Linked DNA regions of Macaca mulatta: region 2 is linked to region 1. A link is a contact called in public Hi-C data. All regions are on one chromosome and are shown on one strand. The core of a region is the stretch at or near the end of the contact, and the rest is flanking DNA. Distances in the headings are between cores, read along the strand shown.

Region 1 (6,245 bases), core at 1,022-3,521:
GAGGAAGGGTGTGTCCCCCTGGACTCAACCAGCCCCCCCGGATGGCCCAGTGAGTGTGCAGAGCTTGAGCGCCTGCCTGCCTGGTCAAAGAGGCTGGCCCCCACATACCGTAGAGCTTCACTGACAGCTGCCCCGCCCGCTCCAGGTACAGGACAGCGAAATTCTGGTAGTCGGTCTCAGCAACAACCACATGCACAGCCCCTCGGGCGCCTCGGGCTGGGGCAGAGCCACGGCAGCCACGTCAGAGAGCCACGGCGGCTGCGTCACCACCCACCCACATGCCCTGCGGTCCCTGCCTCACCTTGAAGCAGGAAGCGGCCGAGGACCCCTGTGTCTCCATACAGCTGGCGCACCTGCCAGCAGATCCCATCCCTGGGGGGGGCAGGGAGGAGGCACCGCAGGCTGGGGGACCCCAACCAGGAACCCTAGTCCAGGCCACAGTCGGGGTGGGGTCAGGGGCCAGGGCAGGGCTGAAGTCCGGGGGCTGAGAGGAGGGTTGGGGTTAGGGTGCAGGGCTGCTCTGGGACTCACAGCTTTCGGAAGGTGCTGACAGCCATGGCTGTGCCCTGGGGAGCCACGTGCAGTGTGGTGGCCTCAGCCCGGTGGCCCTGCTCCTGCAGGAAACGGCAGGCAGAGCCCACAGCCACAAGGAGCCAGGTCCCTGCAAACTGGGGACAGGCCATGGGAGGACTCGAGGGCACTGTGGGAGGGCCCCTCACCTGCCTGCCTCTACCCCCAAAACAACTTCACCTGCTTCCCTCTACACCCCCCATAACTTCCCCTGCTTCCCTCTCCCTGCCAACAACTTCTACCTGCCTCCCTCTGCCCCCTACAACTTCACCCTCTCCCCCGACACACAACTTCTACCTGCTTCCCTCTACCCCCTACAACTTCACCATCTCTCCCCCGACACACAACTTCTACCTGCCTCCCTCTACCCCCTACAACTTCACCCTCCCCCCACCACACACAACTTCTACCTGCCTCCCTCTACCCCCTACAACTTCACCCTCCCCCCTGACACACAACTTCTACCTGCCTCCCTCTACCCTCTACAACTTCACCCTCCCCCCCCGCCACACACAACTTCTACCTGCCTCCCTCTACCCCCTACAACTTCACCCTCCCCCCCGACACACAACTTCTACCTGCCTCCCTCTACCCCCTACAACTTCACCCTTCCCCCCCGCCACACAACTTCTACCTGCCTCCCTCTACCCCCTACAACTTCACCCTCCCCCTGACACACAACTTCTACCTGCCTCCCTCTACCCCCTACAACTTCACCCTCCCCCCTGCCAACACAACTTCTACCTGCCTCCCTCTACCCCCTACAACTTCACCCTCCCCCCTGCCAACACAACTTCTACCTGCCTCCCTCTACCCCCTACAACTTCACCCTCCCCCCCGCCACACACAACTTCTACCTGCCTCCTTCTACCCGCTACAACTTCACCCTCCCCCCCCGCCACACAACTTCTACCTGCCTCCCTCTACCCCCTACAACTTCACCCTCTCCCCCCCGCCACACAACTTCTACCTGACTCACTCTACCGCCCCCCACAACTTCACGTTCCTCCCTCTACCCCCCACAACTTCTACCTGCTGAGCATCAAAATTGGCCTTGGGCTGGATTGTGCTGATGGCGGATGGGGGCCGGGGTGGCCTCTGAGGCCTCTGGCCCAGCGAGCCAGCTGTCAGAAGCAGAATCAAGAGGATCGCAGTCCCAGGGGGCAGCATGGTGGCGGCGGCAGGGTGGCAGGACTGTGGGAGGCCAAGGGTAGCACCACCAAGTCCCAGGACAGAGTCTACTGTGCAGTCACAGAGCCCGGCCCAGGAAGTCCATGTCCATCCCTTGCCTCCCTAACCCCAGCCCTGGGCCAGCCCCACATCCCACCCCCAGCTTTCTCGTGAGCCCAGCTTTGATCTGCACTTCCCGGCAGGGCCCTGGCACCATGTCCTATGTACAAAGTCCGAGTTGACCTCTGGTTGTTTATCCATTTCCCCTGCACCCTTGATTTCCACTGACAGTCCTTAGCCCTTTGCACATTATCTTCCTTAAACCATCACCCAGTGGTTTTAGCTCCATGACCAACGTCACGGGGTTCATGAAGCCACTTGCTCAGGGCCCGGAAACAGGGAGCGCCGGAGGCGGGTCCCGAACCAGGGGTCTTTGAGTGTCGCCCGCAGCCCCGCCCACGACCGCCGCTCGTTGGCCACAAGGGGCGCTGTTCCCAACGCGCCCGAGTGCGCGCAGGCGCACGAAGAAAAGCCGGCCGGGCCGCCGAGGCCCGAGGCGCAGGCGCACGAGGGGCGGACGCGGGCTGCCCGCGCTCTCTGCCTTCCTCGGCCATCGATGCCTCGGGGCTCGTGGCGTCGGGCCTGGCGGGTTCCCCGGTGGGCGGGGGCGGCCGTCCGAGCGGCTGCGGCGGCGGAAGCGGGTCCGGGCCGCGCGGGGCGGGGGCGGTGCAGCGGGCGGAGGCGGCCGTGGTGAGTGCGCCTGCGGCCCTCGGGGGTCCCGCCTCGTCGGCCCCGCCCGCTCTGGGCGACTGCAGAAGCCCCGAGGCCGCCCGTGCGCGCGTCCCCGCCGGCCGCCCCGAGCCAGCCGGGCAGGGTTTCTCCAGGGCCGCAGGGCGGAGGCCACTGCCCGGCCGCCCCGAGCCTCCCCTCGGCGGAAGCCCGTCCCCGGACGGCGCCCGGTGTCCCCGTGCTTCGCGAGCGGCGGTCCGGGCCCCGGCGGGCTGAGGGGCGCCCGCTGCCGGCCGCAGGAGGCCGGGGGATGGCGCGGCGGAGCGGGGACGGCCCGGCCCGCCCGGAGCTGCCGGGTCCTTGGTTGGACGGCGGTGCCCGGGCGTCCCCTGCAGACACCCAGCCCCGTGGAACTCCCGGCAGGACGGTTGGGGCGGGAGGAACCGGGCGCCCGCTCTCGGTCTCCCTTCTCGGGCCTGGGCTGAGGGCAGCCGTTGGTGGGTTTCAGGGCCGCCTGGGCAGAATGTCACGATGGACGAGGGCGGCACGCCCCTGCTCCCCGACAGCCTCGTCTACCAGATCTTCTTGAGCCTGGGCCCGGCCGACGTGCTGGCCGCGGGGCTGGTGTGCCGCCAATGGCAGGCCGTGTCGCGGGACGAGTTCCTGTGGAGGGAGCAGTTCTACCGCTACTACCAGGTGGCCCGCGATGTGCCCCGACACCCAGGTCAGTGGCGTGCGGGGCCCCTGCCCACGTTCTGCAGCCAGGGCCCCGGGCTCCTGTGTTTGGGGGTCAGCCTGGCTGGGGGCCTGCCCCGCGGCCCCGAGTGTCCATCCTCACACCCTCACCCTGATCGAGGTCTGTCGGACACAGCCCAGGCCCCCCTCAGAGCATGGGGGCCAGAGGGTTCATTGGGTCACTTGGGGGGTGGGGGGTACAGGTGTCTCTGTGAATTGCAGGGTTGTATCCCCCAGCCAAGGCCTATGCCATGGGTAGTGGGTTCCAGGGGCACCACGGGGCCTGCCAGGACTGCTGGGGCCACACTCTGACCTTGACTGTGAGGAGGAAGGCCTGGGCCCAGGACTGACACTGCCCACCCACAGCGGCCACGTCCTGGTACGAGGAGTTCCAGCGGCTGTATGACACGGTGCCCTGCGTGGAGGTGCAGACGCTGCGGGAACACACGGACCAGGTCCTGCACCTGAGCTTCTCCCATTCGGGGTACCAGTTCGCGTCCTGCTCCAAGGACTGCACTGTGAAGGTGAGGATGGCCAGGTGTCCTGCACATCCCACCCAGCTGCCCCGAAAGCACGGAGGTCCCAGGACCCAGGCGTTCCAACCAGGTGGGAAGGGAGGGTCAGGCCAAAGGTGACACAGCAGCTTCCTGCATCCAGCGGAGGGACCACAGGATCAGGAGCGGTGCAGGGTGGCCCTGAGGGCTGAGGAGAGGGTCCCACAGGGGCAGGCTCCTACCCTCTATACCGATGCTCTCAGAGTGGATGACAGTGGCTTCAAGGAGTCCCTGCCCCCTGGTGGCCTCTGAGCAGGGCTGGCAGAGCTGGGGCCTCATGGCGCTGTGGTAGCAGGCCCCTGCCCCGCGACCTGGCCAGGCGATCACCATGGCCACCCCCGCCGTGCAGATCTGGAGCAACGACCTGACCATCTCGCTGCTGCACAGCGCGGACATGCGACCCTACAACTGGAGCTACACCCAGTTCTCCCAGTTCAACAAGGATGACTCGCTGCTGCTGGCCTCGGGGGTGTTCCTGGGGCCGCACAACTCCTCATCTGGCGAGATCGCTGTCATCAGCCTAGGTGAGCACGGGTGCCAGGTGCCGGGTGGGCCCCGCCCCTGCCCCCGCGCCCCCCTCCCCCACCCCTCCCCCACCCCTCCCCCACGCCGACAGCCTGTCCAGCCCTGGCCTCCCCACAGACTCCTTCGTGCTGCTGTCCCGCGTGCGGAACAAGCCCTACGACGTGTTTGGCTGTTGGCTCACCGAGACCAGCCTCATCTCGGGGAACCTGCACCGCATCGGAGACATCACCTCCTGCTCGGTGCTGTGGCTCAACAACGCCTTCCAGGTGCGGGCGGGGCGGGACAGGGCTGGGCTGGGGGCAGGGTTGCCATCCCCAGGGCCTGGCGCCCACCTGGCGTGTGCCCCCGCCCTCAGGACGTGGAGTCAGAGAATGTCAATGTGGTGAAGCGGTTGTTCAAGATCCAGAACCTCAACGCCAGCACCATCCGCACAGTGATGGTGGCCGACTGCAGCCGCTTCGACAGCCCTGACCTCCTGCTGGAAGCCGGCGACCCGGCCACATCCCCCTGCCGCATCTTTGACCTGGGCGGCGACAACGAGGAGGAGGTGGCTGGCCCGGCCCCCGCCCATGCCAAGGAGGGCTTGCGGCACTTTCTGGACCGCGTGCTGGAGGGGCGGGCGCAGCCACAGCCATCGGAGCGCGTGCTAGAGACCAAGGTGGCCGAGCTGCTGGCCCAGGGCCACACCAAGCCCCCTGAGCGCAGTGCCACAGGCGCCAGGAGCAAGTACCTCATCTTCACCACTGGCTGCCTCACCTACTCCCCACACCAGATCGGTACACCCCTGCCGCCATGCTGCCCGCCTCGGTCCTAGCAGCTTGGGGGAGGCCGGGCAGGGGTCCTGGGGGGCAGACGGCAAGCAAGTTCACAGGCACAGCTGGGATCATTCACTCACCCCGGGGTCACAAGCCCAGACCTGGCCTCGTCTGGGGTCTGCGGGATGAGCGGTGAAAACAAACAGGCAGGCCCGCTGGCCAGTGAGCAGCTGAGGGGCCTGATTCAGGTCTGGGGCCCCCGGAGCAGGCAATGCCCGCAGACCTCTGCGGTGCCCACAGCCCCAGAGACACTGTTGGGGTAGGGGGCTGTCCTGGAGTGACGTCCCCGGGGCACTGGGCAGGGACCCTCACCGCAGCCCTCCCTGCAGGCATCAAGCAGATCCTGCCACACCAGATGACAACGGCGGGGCCCGTGCTGGGCGAGGGCCGGGGCTCTGATGCCTTCTTCGACGCGCTGGACCACGTCATAGACGTGCACGGGCACATCATTGGCATGGGCCTGTCGCCCGACAACAGGTGGGCCTCTTGCCAGTGTCCCAGGCGGGGTGCCCGCAGGTGGCCCATACCTAGCACAGTGCCCCTCGCCCAGGTACCTGTATGTGAACAGCCGCGCCTGGCCCAGTGGTGCGGTGGTGGCTGACCCCATGCAGCCGCCACCCATCGCGGAGGAGATTGACCTGCTGGTGTTCGACCTCAAGACCATGCGGGAGGTGAGGCGGGCTCTGCGTGCGCACCGCGCCTACACGCCCAACGACGAGTGCTTTTTCATCTTCCTGGACGTCAGCAGGGACTTCGTGGCCAGGTGCAGGGCGCAGCGTGGTGCAGGGCGGGCGTGGGCGCAGCAGGCGGGCGACCGGCTCATCCAGGCGCTGTTCTGCAGTGGGGCGGAGGACCGGCACGGCTACATCTGGGACCGCCACTACAACATCTGCTTGGCCAAGCTGCGGCACGAGGACGTGGTCAACTCAGTGGCCTTCAGTCCCCAGGAGCAGGAGCTGCTGCTCACGGCCAGCGACGATGCCACCATCAAAGCCTGGCGCTCCCCACGCACCGTGCGCGTCTTCCAGGCACGTCGTCCGCGGCCTCGCGCCTTCTTCTCCTGGCTTGCCAGCCAGAGGCGCTGAGGGGTGCTGCAGGGTGCACTGGAGCCGCTGGGACCCCTCGACGCCACCCAGGCTCTGTGGTT
Region 2 (6,245 bases), core at 1,612-4,111, 79 kb after region 1:
AATGGATAACTGGTAGACCGACAGTGGTGTGACATCTCCAATGAGGTATGAGAGGCTCGCCAGGCCTCCCAAAGCTGCTTCTCCATACCAGCCGCTTTCCTCCGGGCCCTAAGTTGGAAGAATCCCAGAATAGGAGGGAGTGCGTACAAATGACCCCAGGGTGGGACGAGTGGGCAGTGAGGACAGCCTCACACAGACACCTGTATCCATCGTGCCTTGGTGCAGGGAGTGCCAAGGACAGGGCACAAGTGACTTGTGGCATCAGGCCTGGACTCCTGATGGAGGGCCCGATGGGACAACAGCTGTCCTGGTGGACACCTGCAGAGGACAGCTAGATGTAGCTGTCCCCTGTCTCTCCGCCCAGGCTCACTATGGAGCTAGCTCAGCCCCTCCTGCATGGGTCTCTGAGGCTCTGAGAAGGGCCTCCCAATGCATTCACGAGGTCGGGTGTTGGCTGAGTTTGTCACATAGGAGGACTGAACTGCAGTGTTAACAAGGCTGCCTCTTTCCAGGCCAACTCCGCCTTCACCACACTCTTCCTGGGGGCTGGTGGCACTGGGGTGACTATAAGCATTTTTGGCACACAACGAAGGGGGACTTGAGCGGAGATACATCCAGTCAGGGTTTATGGGATATTTTCTTTTTCTTTCTTTTTTTAGAGACAGTGGAGTCTTACTCTGTCCCTAGGCTGGAGTGCAGTGGCGCAGTCTCGGCTCACTGCAACCTCCACCTCCAGGTTCAAGCGATTCTCCTGCCTTGGCCTCCCGAGTAGGTAGGATTACAGGCACACACCACCATACCCAGCTAATTTTTGTATTTTTAATAGAGACAGGGTTTCACTGTGTTGGCCAGGATGATCTTGATCTCTCAACCTCGTGATCCATCTGCCTCGGCCTCCCAAAGTGCTGGGATTACAGGCGTGAGCCACCACACCCGGCCACAAGGGATATTTTCATTCAGTTGAGTCACATCCTTGCTGGATGTCTGAGGCTGTTGAGTCCTTAGCTGAACGGAGCTTGGTGCTGGAAGTTGGTGAGAAGCAGAGAAGTAAGGTTTGTATGCACGGAGCCATCAGTGGGTCCGCAAGACTCTTCCAGTCATCCAGTGTGAAAAACGGTAAGCAGAAGACTCAACTTGCCACTGCCTGGTTAGAATTACAGTTGTCTCCTCTCTGGAGTGCATTTGGTAATGCAGCATTTCCAGTTTAACACAGCATTTATTTATGTTGTCTTTTTGGATGGAGACTGCACTTACCAGGATCCTTGTTTGTGGAGCATAACCTGCAGCAGTGCTACAGGAAGCTCATCCATTCAAAGCCCAGAAGTCAGTACTATGATTAGGGCCAGCGGTGGCTCAAGCCTGTAATCCCAGACTTTGGGAGGCCGAGGCAGGAGGATCACACGAGCTCAGGAGTTCCAGACCAACAAGCCAGGGCAGCATGGGGACCCCACCTCTACCCTACAAAATACAAAAATTAGCCAGGCGCGGGGGCTGCGCCTACAGTCCCTTCACTTGAGCCCAAGACGTCGAGGCTGCAGTGGGCGCTGCCGTGCTCCAGCGTGGGCCACAGAGTGAGACCCTGTCTATAAAAATAAAAATCTTGGCCAGGCGCGGTGGCTCACGCCTATAATCCCAGCACTTTGGGAGGCCGAGGCGGGCGGATCACGAGGTCAGGAGATCGAGACCATCCTTGCTAACACGGTGAAACCCCGTCTCTACTAAAAATATACAAAAAAAATTAGCTGGGCGTGGTGGCGGGCACCTGTAGTCCCAGCTACTAGGGAGGTTAAGGCAGGAGAATGGCGTGAACCCGGGAGGCGGATCTTGCAGGAAGCCGAGATGGTGCCACTGCACTCCAGCCTGGGCAACAGAGCGAGACTATCTTAAAAAAAAAAAAAAAAAAAAAAAAATCCTAAAAATCTTGTTCAATAATAATGTATAACGACCTTTCTCATTATACAAAACAACTGTAAAATAGCTGTAAAATAGGGTATTACATAATTATTGTCGTACAACATATACACTTTATATGTTACAGAAAATAAACATATGCAAAACCATTCATTTTTGCCACCCATGTTTTCATAGTCTTCCATTCCTTTTTTTTGAAATGCAGTTTCGTTCTTCTTGCCCAGGTTGGAGTACAATAGCGCGATCTCGCCTCACCGCAACCTCCGCCTCCTGGGTTCAACCGATTCTCCTGCCTCAGCCTCCCGAGTAGCTGGGACTACAGGCATGCGCCACCACGCCCAGCTAATTTTGTATTTTTAGTAGAAACGGGGTTTCTCCATGTTGGTCAGGCTGGTCTCGAACTCCCGACCTCAGGTGATCCTCCCGCCTCGGCCTCCCAAAGTGCTGGGATTGCAGGCGCGAACCACCGCGCCCGGCCTGCATTCTTTTTCTTAAAAAGAATCCCACCCCACGCTGCGTTTCGGGCCCCACAGCCCTGGTCCTCGAGCGCAGGTCCCAGCCGCGCAGGCGGCAAAACAAAGGGGGGCGGCCGGGGAGAGAGCGGAGACCCCGCGCCTCCTCCGCCCGCGTGGCCCGGCCGGGGTGCGGGGCCCGGGGAGGCGCAGGCGCCGCCCGCGTGTGCTGGGAGGCCGCGGGGCCCGGGTTCAGGGGTCCTCCCGACCTGCGCCCCCAGCGGCCGCCGCGCCTCGCCAGGCCAGGCCCCAACGTTGCCCTCCCCACGTCAGCCGCGCGCGGCCGCGGCGTCCCTCAGACGAGCCGAACGCCGAATGGCCCCGAGCACGGGAAGTGCCCGCCCCCCGCGTGCCGCCAGCCAATGGGACGCCGGAAGCGGGGAGGCGCCGAAGGGACGTCGCGTCGCCGCGCCGGGTCTCTAGCAGCTGCCGCCGAGCCGCCGGACTGACGCCCGCCTTCGCCCGCCATGGCCGAGAGCGACTGGGACACGGTGACGGTGCTGCGCAAGAAGGGCCCCACGGCCGCCCAGGCCAAGTCCAAGCAGGTGCTTTGCTGACGGAGGAGCGGCCGGGCCGGGCTGGGCGGACGCTGGGCCGGGGCCACGGACCGTGGGGCAGGGGGTCGGGGAAGGCCAGGCGGGGCCCGGGACGGGGCGCGGGGGGCGGGGACAAGGCTCGGGTGCCGGGGGGAGGATGGGGTTCGAGGGGCGGGGAGCATCGCAGTGGCAGGAGGACCGGGCCAGAACAGGGGTGGGAAGGTGGGGGGCGGACCCAGGAGGTAGGGGGCGGGCGACTGCGGGAGAGGAGGAGCAGGGAACGGGACAGGGCAAGGGGCAGGTGATAGGACGGGGATCAGTGCCAGGGTGGGGTGGGAAGGGGATAGGGGCAGGGACTGTTGGTGGGGACAGGTGTGAGGACAGAGGCAGGAGGTGGGGACGGGGGCGGGGACAAGGCTGGGGCCTTGTGTGAGGATAGGGGTCAGAGGACCAGGGTGGGCACTGGGAACGGGGGGCAGGGATGGAGTTGGGGACAGGGCTTGGGAGGACAGGGACTAGAGTCGGGGACAGGGCTTAGGACAGGGGTGGGGACTGGGGCAAGCAGCAGGAACCAGCGATGAGGGTGGGGAATTGGGGTTGGGATAGGGCTGGGGGCCAGTGGACAGCAGTTGAGGGCCTGGGGCGGGAGACCGGGTGACTGGGACAGAGGTTAGTGACCTGAGTGGGAGTTGGGGACAGAGGGTAGGCTCCTCCTTGAGCCTTTTCTCTTTGCTTGGGGCCTGCTTGGTTCTACTGGTCTCCGCTAGTCAGATACTGCCCAAGGAGCCTACCTGGTCCATCACAGGCTGTAGGGAGTGCCTGCATCAGGGAACCCCATGAGCAGGTGGACCTTGCCTCCCCCTGTTGCACGGGTGGAACATGGGTGTGTCCTGAGCAGTACTTGTGGAAGGAGATTACCAGTGTGGCTGATGTTTCCGAGGGTCAGTTGTGAGTCTGATGTAATAGGGAGGACGGTTTAGTCACCACCTCTGCCTCATTCGTACTCTCAGGTGGCCTAGGGCTGAAGCCTTTGAGGCCAGTTGGGCCAGGATGTGCTGGGGCTCTGGTGACAGGGATTCATTGGTCTGCCCTGCCCTTGCTGGTTGTATGGTCAAAACCAAATTCATTCTCCTTTCCTTTTAAAGGAAACTTAATGGCCATAAGCTAGGAGTCACGGGGAATAATTGGGTGGCAGCATCTGTGAGTACATCACACTTAGGATGCTCCACAAGTCACTTCTCTGAAGTGGTAGAAATGTTAGCCAGGCACAGTGGCTGAAGCCTGTAATCCCAGCACTCTGGGAGGCCAAGGCGGGTGGATCATGAGGTCAGGAGTTCAAGACCAGCTTGGCCAAGATGGTGAAACCCTGTCTCTACTAAAAATACACAAAATTAGCCAAGCGTGGTGGCAGGTGCCTGTAATCCTAGCTACTGGGGAGGCTGAGGCAGGAAAATCGCTTCAACTCGGAGTGTGAAGGTTGCAATGAGCTGAGATCGTGCCACTGCATTTCAGCCTGGGCGACAGAGTGAGACTCTCAAAAAAAAAAAAAAGTCAAGAAATACATTATATTAATATTCAGTGACTGTAGATGAGATACCATCACTGTAATTGGTGATGTTTCTGGGGAGCCTGCAGGCTTCCATGAAATGTGTCATCTTTGTGTTACTAGGAGCCAGATTCAGGGAGGAAGGCCACACCAGGCCAGCATTTGGTGTTCCTTCCTACTTTTGCAGTAGAGTCCAGCAGAGAAGTAAATCTATGCTAAATATGATTTCTCAGAAAGAATCCACTAGCGCATACTAGCTATTCAGGAGGGAGGCTGAGCCCAGGAGTTCCAGACCAGCCTGGGCAACATAGCAAGACCCCAACTCAAAAAAAAAAAAAAATCCCTAGTGCGTCTTTCTCAACAGCAAAGGAAGTGGTGTTCCCTTAGCAGTTTATTGTGGATTTCCTAGACATCTGATTGTAGAGGTTTTTATATAACGAGTTTGGGGTTTTGTTGTGTTTTGTTTTTTTAGACAGTATCTCATTCTGTTGCCCAGGCTGGAGTGCAGTGGCATTATCATAGCCCACCACACCCTCAAACTCCTGGGCTCAAGTGATCCTCCTGCCCTAGCCTCCCTGTACAGGCATGCACTACAATGTCTGACAATTTTTTATTATTTTGTTTTTTTGTAGAGACAGGATCTCGCTGTGTTGCCCAGGCTGGTCTCGAACTCGTGGCCTCAAGTGATTTTGCTACTTCGGTTTCCCAAAGTGCTGGGATTACAGACATGAGCTGCAGTACCTAGTTGAGCTTGGGTAATTGAACCCAGCACTGCATATCAGTCATTGGGCACCACTAGTCCTTAGCAGTGTGCTAACTGGCTAACAGCAGGCCTGAATTGGTGTGTGCTGGACACTGCCAAAGCTACTTTAGATCTACTGATGTTTTCTAATTTTCTAGGCTATCTTAGCGGCACAGAGACGAGGAGAAGATGTGGAGACTTCCAAGAAATGTAGGTCCTTGTGTTTCCACTTGCAAAGTGAGGCTGTGCTGTGGGTCCATGTGCTGGTGGGTGTGGTGTGGACGGTGCCCACAGGGAGGTTGTCAGCTGAGTGCCTGCCTGCACCGGTGCTGGCTGGAGCCCTGGGAGGCAGCCATCTTCCCAGAGCAGCTCTGGTCGGCATGAGTGCAAACTGAGAGAAAACTCTGGAAGTCCATGCCCTGAGGTGTGTGAACCTGGGACAGCCTGGGTTCCCATGTCCCCCTGGGCTCAGGCAGCCTCTGGGGTCTGGTTACCACTCTGAAACGGTTTTCCGTCAGGTTAATTCCAAACCCTCTTCTCTGCTTTTGCCTCACACCGATTCCAGGGGCTGCTGGCCAGAACAAACAACATTCTATCACCAAGAACACAGCCAAGCTGGACCGGGAAACGGAGGAGCTGCACCATGACAGGGTGACCCTGGAAGTGGGCAAGGTGATCCAGCAGGGTCGGCAGAGCAAGGGGCTTACACAGAAGGACCTGGCCACGGTGAGGCTGCGCCGGCTCTCACTTCTCCTGGGGTTGTGGGCTTGGGCGGGGGTGGCCGGAGTTCAGATAGCACGGGGAGGGCAGGCTCCACCCCCTGGTGCCCTTGCAGGGAATGCCTGGGGAAGCCAGGTCAACCCGGCTCTCACTGCCTCTTGCACAAAATGCAGCTGTGTGTGGGTGCGTACCCCAGGGGCCCCAGAAGCTGGTGTTCTCAGGCGACGCTCCGCGCCTGGTTTCGTAGCAGTGCTAGTGGAGCTGATGTGTATAAAGCA

The links. Hi-C and Micro-C count contacts between places; a contact is called where the count stands out from the background.
Region 2: a Hi-C map of liver shows a contact between it and region 1, with 1.8 times the contacts expected there. The contact joins the promoter of EDF1 here to the promoter of FBXW5 in region 1. A contact is called at or near these places in 2 of 14 Hi-C or Micro-C datasets (fetal cortex germinal zone and liver).

What each region holds. Positions count from the first base shown.
Region 1 is chr15:5,521,204-5,527,448 of T2T-MMU8v2.0, forward strand. FBXW5 (F-box and WD repeat domain containing 5) reads left to right here and starts at 2,272. Exons shown (of 9, transcript XM_015116336.3): 1 at 2,272-2,490; 2 at 2,978-3,193; 3 at 3,571-3,728; 4 at 4,108-4,282; 5 at 4,401-4,549; 6 at 4,639-5,059; 7 at 5,428-5,575; 8 at 5,649-5,861; 9 at 5,940-6,245. The coding sequence starts at 3,001. The coding sequence ends at 6,183. It overlaps C8G (complement C8 gamma chain), which reads right to left and starts at 1,962. Exons shown (of 7, transcript XM_015116337.3): 1 at 1,603-1,962; 2 at 532-668; 3 at 302-372; 4 at 109-216. The coding sequence starts at 1,740.
Region 2 is chr15:5,599,726-5,605,970 of T2T-MMU8v2.0, forward strand. It overlaps EDF1 (endothelial differentiation related factor 1), which reads left to right and starts at 2,862. Exons shown (of 5, transcript NM_001193597.1): 1 at 2,862-2,968; 2 at 5,406-5,457; 3 at 5,813-5,973. The coding sequence starts at 2,891.